2 separate regions of the Mus musculus genome follow, and region 2 is linked to region 1. A link is a contact called in public Hi-C data. All regions are on one chromosome and are shown on one strand. The core of a region is the stretch at or near the end of the contact, and the rest is flanking DNA. Distances in the headings are between cores, read along the strand shown.

The links. Hi-C and Micro-C count contacts between places; a contact is called where the count stands out from the background.
Region 2: a Hi-C map of cortical neurons shows a contact between it and region 1, with 3 times the contacts expected there. The contact joins the enhancer-like site here to the promoter of Clec3b in region 1. A contact is called at or near these places in 14 of 39 promoter capture datasets (the 3T3-L1 cell line, cranial neural crest, embryonic stem cells and 7 more), 26 of 484 Hi-C or Micro-C datasets (the AML12 cell line, the AtT-20 cell line, the C2C12 cell line and 16 more), 7 of 115 datasets of contacts at active chromatin or transcription factors (effector CD8 T cells, embryonic basal ganglia, embryonic hindbrain and 2 more) and 2 of 9 other capture datasets (adipose tissue and embryonic stem cells).

Annotation. Positions count from the first base shown.
Region 1 is chr9:123,148,618-123,152,974 of GRCm38.p6, reverse strand. It overlaps Clec3b (C-type lectin domain family 3, member b), which reads right to left and starts at 2,029. Exons shown (of 3, transcript NM_011606.2): 1 at 1,823-2,029. The coding sequence starts at 1,931.
Region 2 is chr9:123,506,675-123,511,031 of GRCm38.p6, reverse strand. It overlaps Limd1 (LIM domains containing 1), which reads right to left. Exons shown (of 8, transcript NM_013860.2): 3 at 457-524. Among named protein-coding and RNA genes, the nearest start is that of n-TRacg2, 21 kb to the left of the region's middle. Within about 2 kb of position 1,766, at least 115 of the 459 cell types and tissues checked have an H3K27ac peak or open chromatin away from gene starts, as enhancers often do. A contact at or near this core is called in the G1E-ER4 cell line, adipose tissue, cortical neurons and 4 more, where this site is marked.

The sequences.
Region 1 (4,357 bases), core at 780-3,279:
TAAAATGAGCATTTTTGTAGACAATTATATTCATCTGACTTAAGAAATCAAAACAGCCTGGCAAAGTGGCGCACACTTTTAATCCCAGCACTTGGGAGGCAGAGGCAGGCAAATTTCTGAGTTTGAGGCCAGCCTGGTCTACAGAGTGAGTCCAGGACAGCCAGGGCTACACAGAGAAATCCTGTCTCGAAAAATAAAAAAATTAAAAAATTAAAAAAAAAAAAAGAAAGAAAGAAAGAAATCAAAACAACCCTTAAAATCTCTTTTCCAATCCAGACTGTTCCCTGCAGAAGTCATCTCTGTTACATTTGGGATCTTTCTGGAATAGTTCTCCACACACACAACAGACATTTACTTTTAGTCAGTCCATTCAAATTTTCTAAATAATCACTGATATATGTTAGTTGTTCAGGCTATCAGGATTCATCTCCAAACTTGTATGGCTATGATAAATCCCTTTGTCGAGGGGCTGATAATATAGTATCCATTCTGTTTTGAATTTTATTCACATTGTAAACTCAGTCTTCAGTATTTTGGTTTTGCCTATTTTTAAGACAGAGTCTCCCTGTACAGCCTTGCCTGGCCTGGAACCCCTAGGCTGGACTCAAACTCACAGATATCCACCTGCCTGCCTCCAGAGTCCTGAGTTTAAAGGTGTCCACCACCACACCCAGCGCTTTATCTTGTTCGTTTGTTTGTTTAAAGTTCTGAAGACAGAACCAGGAAGTCACACTATAGGCAGCTTGCACATTAGAGCACAGCAGGAAGGAAGCGGCTTAACTCTAATGCTGGAGTTTTGTTTTGTTACTTTTTTTTTTTTTTTTTTGAGATGGGTTCTGTAGCCTTGGTTGGTCTCAAATTTGCTATACAGTTGAAGATAACCTTAAATTATAATTCTCCTGCCTCCACTTCCAGAGTGCTGTGGTTAAAGTGTTTCCCTTCACTCTGGATTTTATGTAAATTCTGAATCAAACTCAGTTTCTTGCAGCCACTGGGCAAGCAAGCACCCTACCGCTGGATTCTGCCTGCTCTTTGCTGTAGCCTTGTGTTCCAAGATGCTGATTTGTATAGTTCACTGTGGAGGCTCAGAGGGCCTGTAAATTTCTTCACACCCTCCCCTCTCTTTGGCTGGGTTCTAGGGCCCCATCTCTCTGACTCTTCCTGCCATCCTCCAAAGTCCTGTAGGGTGACAGCCTCAGTCATTACCAGAACGTTCCCCACCCATCCCAGGATGACCTCACTGCTGACAGGACTATGGAGGTAGGTCTTGCAGCCTCAACTTTTCAGAGGAGAGCAGAGATGCTCTGAGCTCATCTGAGGGAACAAGGCTGACACCCCATGGAAGTAAAAGTCCATCTCCCCCCATTCCCCCTCTGAGTTTGTCTCTGGAGGACTTTAAATATATTATTAAATGTTGTCTGCAAGTCTTTGAGCAAATTCCACCCTCCTGGGCTCACAGTTGAGGAAACCCAGTCTGGTGCTCCCTGTTGGGAACTGTCCATCTCCAAGCCGGAGGTTTGATTTCTCTAACGTGTTGGGTGCCAGAGGAGGAGCAGATGTTAGTTTACAAAACCTAGTAAGATTATTCTCTGTTCTAAGAGTCAGGGACTCGAATCTCTGACAGCCATCCTTGCTATGAGAAATCCCCAAGCTCCAGGGGTCTCTCACCAAAGGTCCCAGAAGGACTCACCAACATCAGATATGGAGGGAGGATCATGAGGTAACCAGGAGGGTAGCTGCCCCCAGACTGTGACTGCTCCCCAGAAGATAAAGGAAAAAGCTGCTCCTAGGGCATTGGGAGGGACAGCTGCCCCCTTCTTACCTTTCTTGGCATTTGCAGCCTTCTTGGCCTTGGGAGTGGGTGACTCTGCAATGACCTGGGACAGGAAGGAGAAGAGGCAGAAGAGCAGGTAGGTGCCCCAAAATCCCATACTGCTGCTGCTGCCTGGGTCAGAAAGCAGTGGCCACTGCAGCCTGGGCTACACGTCTTAAGGCTGTGGACACAAGGACCTCAGCCTGGGAAACCCTCCCAAAACTTGGCTGAAGACATGTAAAAAAGAAAGAGAGAGAGAAAAAAAAAGTGAAGCAAGCCTGCCAAAGGAGAAAGGCTTGGGAGCCATAGCTACACTGCTGTGGACAAACACCCAGCAGCCTGGCCAGGCTCCGAGAAAGTCAGCATTTCAAAGGATTCTGACAGATAGCCAAAAGCTGTCATTGTTCAATCCATCCAGTGATCATCTCTCGCAGGAGCCAGATTGGGCCTAACATTGGCTTAATGAGTCTCTGCACCCACAGAATTGCCCTTTCCCATTTTGTTGAGGGAACTGGGGGTCCTTCCTCACATTTTTTCCCTCAAAAATCTGTCCTGAAGCCATAAGAGAGACAGAGCAAAAGAGGGGACCAGAGCAGAGAAGGGACCCAAAAGGCCTTAGAGCAGAGGTGCCAGAGAGGGAACCAGGGTGATGTCTCCTGGATGTGCAGTGAGGGGTATCAAAGCTCTGCAGGACAGAGGGAGGCATAGCCAGGAAAGTGGAGGTCCTGCAACAGTGCTGGATTCCAAGCATGGGAAGGAGGAACCCTGTAAGCAGGGGAGTGATGGCCAAGACCACAGGAACACCGATGGCATAAGCAGACCCTAGTAAAACAGTGGGCTTAAAAGCAGGGTTATCGGTGGGCCCCTGTGAATGTGAACATATCCAGAGAAATCCATATGTGTAGTCAACATAAGAATGCAGAAACATCTGACTCCCAGCTGTCCCTGAAAGGATCTTACTGCTACAAGCCATCCAAAGCCTTGAGTCCTCCTGGCATGTAAGTACAGAATGCAACATTCTACTCAAGGATTCAGAGCATGGCAGAGAGATGCTGGGTCCAAGGCTGGGGCAGGAAATGAACCCAAATTGTGAGAGACCAAACTGTGGGAAACTAAGTCCCGCCAGTAACTCTCACCCTAAAGATCCACTGACCCTTTGAAGGGAATTATGTCACCCCCTCCTTCATTGCCTCCACCTGGCACCTGAGACTGCCAGCTTCACTCCCTCCTTCACTTGGCACCTAGAACTGCTTAGATTAAGGCAGCTTCACCTTCTCCTCCATGTCTCCGTTTGGTGCCCAGGACTGTTTTAGGGCTGACATTCCAAGATAAGCTGCAAGAAGCCTGTAATCAGCATCCGCCCCAGATGTCCATCCCTTTCTCTGTATTTTATTATGCCCCTTCCTATTTTCTCTCACTGTGTGCTTATAATCAGGCTCCTAGCCTTCATTAAACAGACCTTGACAACTCTTTGCTTGGTCTTGCTTCCCTTTCTCCGCTCATTTCGTCTTTCAGGCCCTGGTCCTTCTCGACCCATGGAATAACTAAGTCCTGCTGGACGGGACACCAAATGTGTCTCACTGCCAGGAATCAAGCATACTTAAGAATGCTTAGGACCCATCAGTGGGAACAGCCAGCCTGAAGGAGTTCCTAAGGTGTGAACTCACCAGTGTTGGAGATTCTGCAGAATGGGAGCTCTCACACTACCATCAGCACCAGGCTGGAGGAGATGAACACATAATATAGCTCCACATATAATTCTGGAAAGGACCCTTGGATACAATTGATGGGATGTAAGGCACACAGGGCAGAGCTACGTCCTGTCCCAGTTCCAGTGGGGATGCTACAATGTATGACCACGTCTTCACCTTTAGGCAGCAAGGTGGCTCAGATGGACCACTTAGTCAAAAATGGCTTTTGGAAATAAGGTCCTTTGTAGAGTAGTTGGAATTTTCTGTGAATATGACCTTTTAAAAAGCAAAATGCAGGGATGGAGGTGTAGCTCAGTAGTAGGGTAGAGTGCTTGCCTAGCATGCAAGAAACCCTGGTTTTGAGCTGAGCATGGTGGCTCACACCTTTAATCCTAGCACTCAGGAAGAAGATGGATCAGGAAGGTGGCTCTCTGAGTTTGAGGCCAGCCCACTCTACAGAGTGAGTTTCAGGACAGCCAAGACTACACAGAGAGACCCTGTTTCAAAAAGCAAAAACAAACAAGCAAGCAAACAAAACCCTGGGTTTGGCCCTTAGCATGTAATAAACAGGGTGTTATGCACATCTGTAATAAACAGAGAATTGTACACATCTGCAATCACAGCACTTGAGGGTTTGAGGCAGGAAGTTCAGGAGTTCAAGGCCAAAAAAAAAAAAAAAAAAGATGCAGTACCTATATCATTCAGCTCTTCTCTGATCTCTGGACCAGCCTTGATCCATCCGGCTGGGAGAGACATGTTGTCGAGGCCCAGGAGAAGGAACTTAGATGGTCAGCCAGTGACCAGCTGGAAGCAGAACATCTGCAGATCCCCTTAACTAATGGAAAGAGCACCG
Region 2 (4,357 bases), core at 517-3,016, 360 kb before region 1:
AAGTCAATTCAAAGATGCCCAAAGACAAGATCCTTGGAATCACTTGTAAACTTGAGACAAAAGTAAGTTTATGGGCCCCACCTCAGATATGGCAAGCTGGAAACAGGACTGAGGTTTGGATTGGAATCTGAGTTCTAATAAGAGTGTGTGTGTGTGTGTGTGTGTGTGTGTGTGTGTGTACGTGCCTGTACACACGTGTACTGACACACACATGAGCACTGACACACACACACACACACACACACACGGGCTGGGAGAGAGACACATGCATGCATGAATAAAGCCTATGGTTTGTCTTCTGCTTCAGGGCTCAGATGACTCGGGCACGCATGATGAGGGAATAGTCTTCTGCTGTTGGTACCAGGAGCACAGAGAATCAATCTCCTGCCATCTGGACCTCTCAGGCTCCTGCCCTAAGCCACCCTCATCCCACAGAGTCTGTGTAATAATACTCACCAAAAAGTCTTCCTCACAGAATACTTTGCCATTGACAAAATAGAAGGCCTTTCCTCTTAACTTCCTGCCTGAAGTAAAAACAGGAAGGTGGGGGTAAAAGGAAAAAGGTTAATATTTAACACGATAGCTTTAACGAAAGAGGCCCTAACTGTAACCACACATAGGAAAAGCCAACTGTGAATGATATTACTGAAGGATGATATTACACGGGTGTGGTGCTGGACACCTATAATCCTAGCATTTGAAGCCAAAGCCAAGAGGATCACCACAAGTTAGAGCCCAGCCTAGGCTACATAGTCGGGGACAGTGTAGCTGTTAGCAAGAAAACAGATCAAGTCCAGGAAGAAGGTCCCCTGGCTGGTGCTGTTTAACAGAGAGACTTGAAGCTAACCTGAGATTCACCATACATATCCTTCCAGGACTTCCTTGCTGCTTACAAAAATGTCTGTAAACCTCTGTGACAGGCTAGAGGAGGCACACACCCGCGCAGGGCTCTGACAGTAGTCTCTCCTGTGGCACTAAGGATAGTCGTTACCATGACAACCTACCAGAATGCTATAAAACAGTAACTACAGAAAGCCACAAGGGAAGGATGAGCTGTTTTTTCTTTTGATGTAAATGATGTGGTCTGGACTATGGGACTTCAAACCATGAACCCTTAGATTAGACTTCTGATTCTATAAGGGTGAAACACTGATTAGAAAAACATCCACAGTGTGGCGGAAGATGATGTTAGGCCCAGCACTCAGTAGGCAGGGGCAGATAGATCTCTGTGAACTTGAGGTCAGCTTGGTCACAAAGCAAGTTCCAGGATAGCCAAGGCTGTTACCCAGAGAAAACCTATCTCAAACACACAAAGAAAGAGAGAAAGAGAGAAAGAGAGAGAGAGAAAGGAGAGGAGAGGAGAGGAGAGGAGAGGAGAGGAGAGGAGAGGAGAGGAGAGGAGAGGAGAGGAGAAGAAAAAGGGAAAAAGGGAAAAAGGGAAAAAGGGAAAAAAGGGAAAGAGGGAAAGGGAAAAGGGAAAGGGAGAAAGGGAAAGGGAAAGGGAGAAAAAGGGAAAGGGAAAGGGGAAAGGGAAAAAAGGAAAAAAGGGAAAAAGGGAAAAGGGGAAAAAGGGAAAAAGAAAAAAGGGGGAAAAGGGAAAAAGAAGGGGAAAAGGGAAAAAGGGAAAAAAGGGAAAAGGGAAAAGAGGGGAAAAGGGAAAGGGAAAAAAGAAAAGAGAGAAAAGAAAATCATCCTTAATCAACATCTTTTGTCACAAATGTGTGAAGATTCAGGACATATGCTTATGCAAGTTCAAACACAGCACTTCCATTGGACATGCAGATGAGGCTCTACAGTGCTGAGGACTCCACGTACTTCTGGTACCCAACTGCACACAACCCATAGTCCCCTGGAAGTCCCAAAAGCCTAATGAATTCTTGGCATTGGATGAAGTCAAGATCCTGGGGCCAAGGACCTAACCTGACAGTAAACTCACCAATGTCACAAGGCCTGTCATCCCAGCACTTAAAAGGCTAAGGAAAGAAGAGGAGGAGGAAGAGGAGGAAGAGGAGGAGGAGGATTACGAGTTCAAAGGAGAAGCTGAAGAAGTCTGTTACATCATCTTCACAATAATGTTGTTACTAATAGCAACCTAATATCTATCAGATAAGAGATGTCAATTCTCCTGCAATCAAGGGAATGTAAATTAGAACCACAATAAAATCCTATCTGCATCTCACAAATTGGCAAAGTAGTAAATTTGGTTGGGTATGGCGAAACAATACTTGTGATTCCAGCACTCAGGATATTGGGGTTTGGTTTTTTTGCTTATATTTTAATGCTAAATACTGACCCCCAAGTCATGGTTGCCAATTGATACTATGTAACCTCCCCCCCCCCCCTCCGCAAGTTATCCCTGATTGCTGAATAAATACAGCCAATAGCTGGGCAGAAGAGAGATAGGCAGGGTTTTGGGTTTTGGGTTTCAAGGCTTGGGGTATGAGAAGGGGGGGCGGGGAGGAGAAGAGGCCTTGGGGTAAGAATTTTAAAATAACAGCCATGTGGGCTGGCTAATTGGAGTTAAGAGCAGCCCAGATGAAACATGGCAAATGATATATTGGGATTGTTAGCGGGGAAATAGACATAACAGCATAGAGGATAGATATCTGCCTGGTTCTTATGCTGATTATTATAAATACAAAGGTGGTGTGTATCTTTTATCAGGAAACTAAATGGTCAAAAGGAGAGGTAGAAACCCCAGATTGGGATTAAAAATATTTAACACAGGAGGCAGAGGCAGAAGGATCAGTAGTTTGTTCAAATTTAGCCTGAGCTACCCAGCAAAATCTTTAAAAACAAAAACAAACAAACAAAAAGCCCACAAAATTACAACAAAAAAAAAAAAAAAAGGAAAAAAAAATGTTCCAAGACAGGTCACTCCATGTAGCCCTGGCTAGCCTGAAACTTAATTTATAGACAAGGTTAGTCTCCAGCTCACAGAGATTGTCCAGCCTCTGCTTCCTGAGGTGCTGGGACTAAAGGAGTGGATCAACATACCTAGCAACAAAAGAAACTTTACTAAATCAGGTGACCACTGGAGGAGTGCCAAAGAAGTAGCCACCTTAGGAGTCATCTGTGAGGAGCCACAGCTACTACTATCCATGTGCAAAAGCACTGCGTGGTCTACAGATAAAACAGAAGCATCTTCAATGCCCTGGCGATAGAAGAGCTGGTAAACTAGATTAATATTCAACGGTATACATTGACCAAAGCTAAAGTGCTGGGTCTATCTACATCATTAACTAAACATTAATTAAACATGTCTAGAATTTGACATCCGTCCTTCTATCAAGTCACATACCTATCACTGAGTTTTGGTCCAATCTCTATGGAGCACCCACATTTCCCTGATTTGTCTTCAGACTTCCCAGAGGATGATGAACCAGTTAGAGATAGAACCAAAAATCCTAGGGGCTGTGGTTGAAGGCAGAGCACTAGAGGGAGCAAGGGTGCCACCAGGAAACAGGACTTCATTTCATGTGTAAAAAACACCAGCTCTGCTCCCAGGAGTCTGGTCTAGGAAGTGATAAAGACCCAGAGCTAGAAACCAATGCTTTGCTTTTCTAGGAATAGAGAAGCTGTGGAGATGGCACCGCTGTAACCATGGGGTTCCCACCCAGCCACTTTGTTCCCAGAAATAAGGCTGAATTATTATGAATAACTGCCCAAGTCAAAAGGTAGGGCTTAGTCCTCAACTAGCCTATAACTTATTTATCCTGTTTATTATTCTACTCTGTGAATGCCACATGGCTGGTTACCTCTTCTCAGGTTTATGTGACCATCTTTTCCAGAGTTTGATATGAATCTTTCCCAGAATTCCTGTCTCTCTCTGTCTCTCTGTCTCTGTCTCTTTCTCTGTCTCTGTTTCTCTACCAGATGTTCCACCTTCTAATCCTGCCTCAGCTCATAGCCTTCTTATTGAAAGTGATTCTATTTATACTCAGCAGTTAAGAAATCTTCATGCTCTAAGAGAGGACCTAGGTTCTGTTCCCAGGACACACATGACAAGTCACAGCCAGCATTGACTCTAGTTCAGGGGCTCTAACGCCCTCTTCTGGCCTCCATGTGTACCATGTGTGAAGGTGGTACACACAAAGCATTTGACCAAATATCCATACACATTTAAAAAATAAATCTTAATAGAAAAGAATAGCTCTATTCTAAAACCTACAAAGACCATCATTATGCAAAAGTATTAAATCTCCCATGGTGCAAGCAAACACACATGGAGGTGGGGGTTGCTCCCCTGTAACATCACCAAGGACTGTGAAGTGCTCACTCTCCCTGTCTCTGCATAGTTTCCTAAGCTAGGAGTAAGTGTAAAATCACAAACTCTTCCTGGAAAGGAAACTTTAAA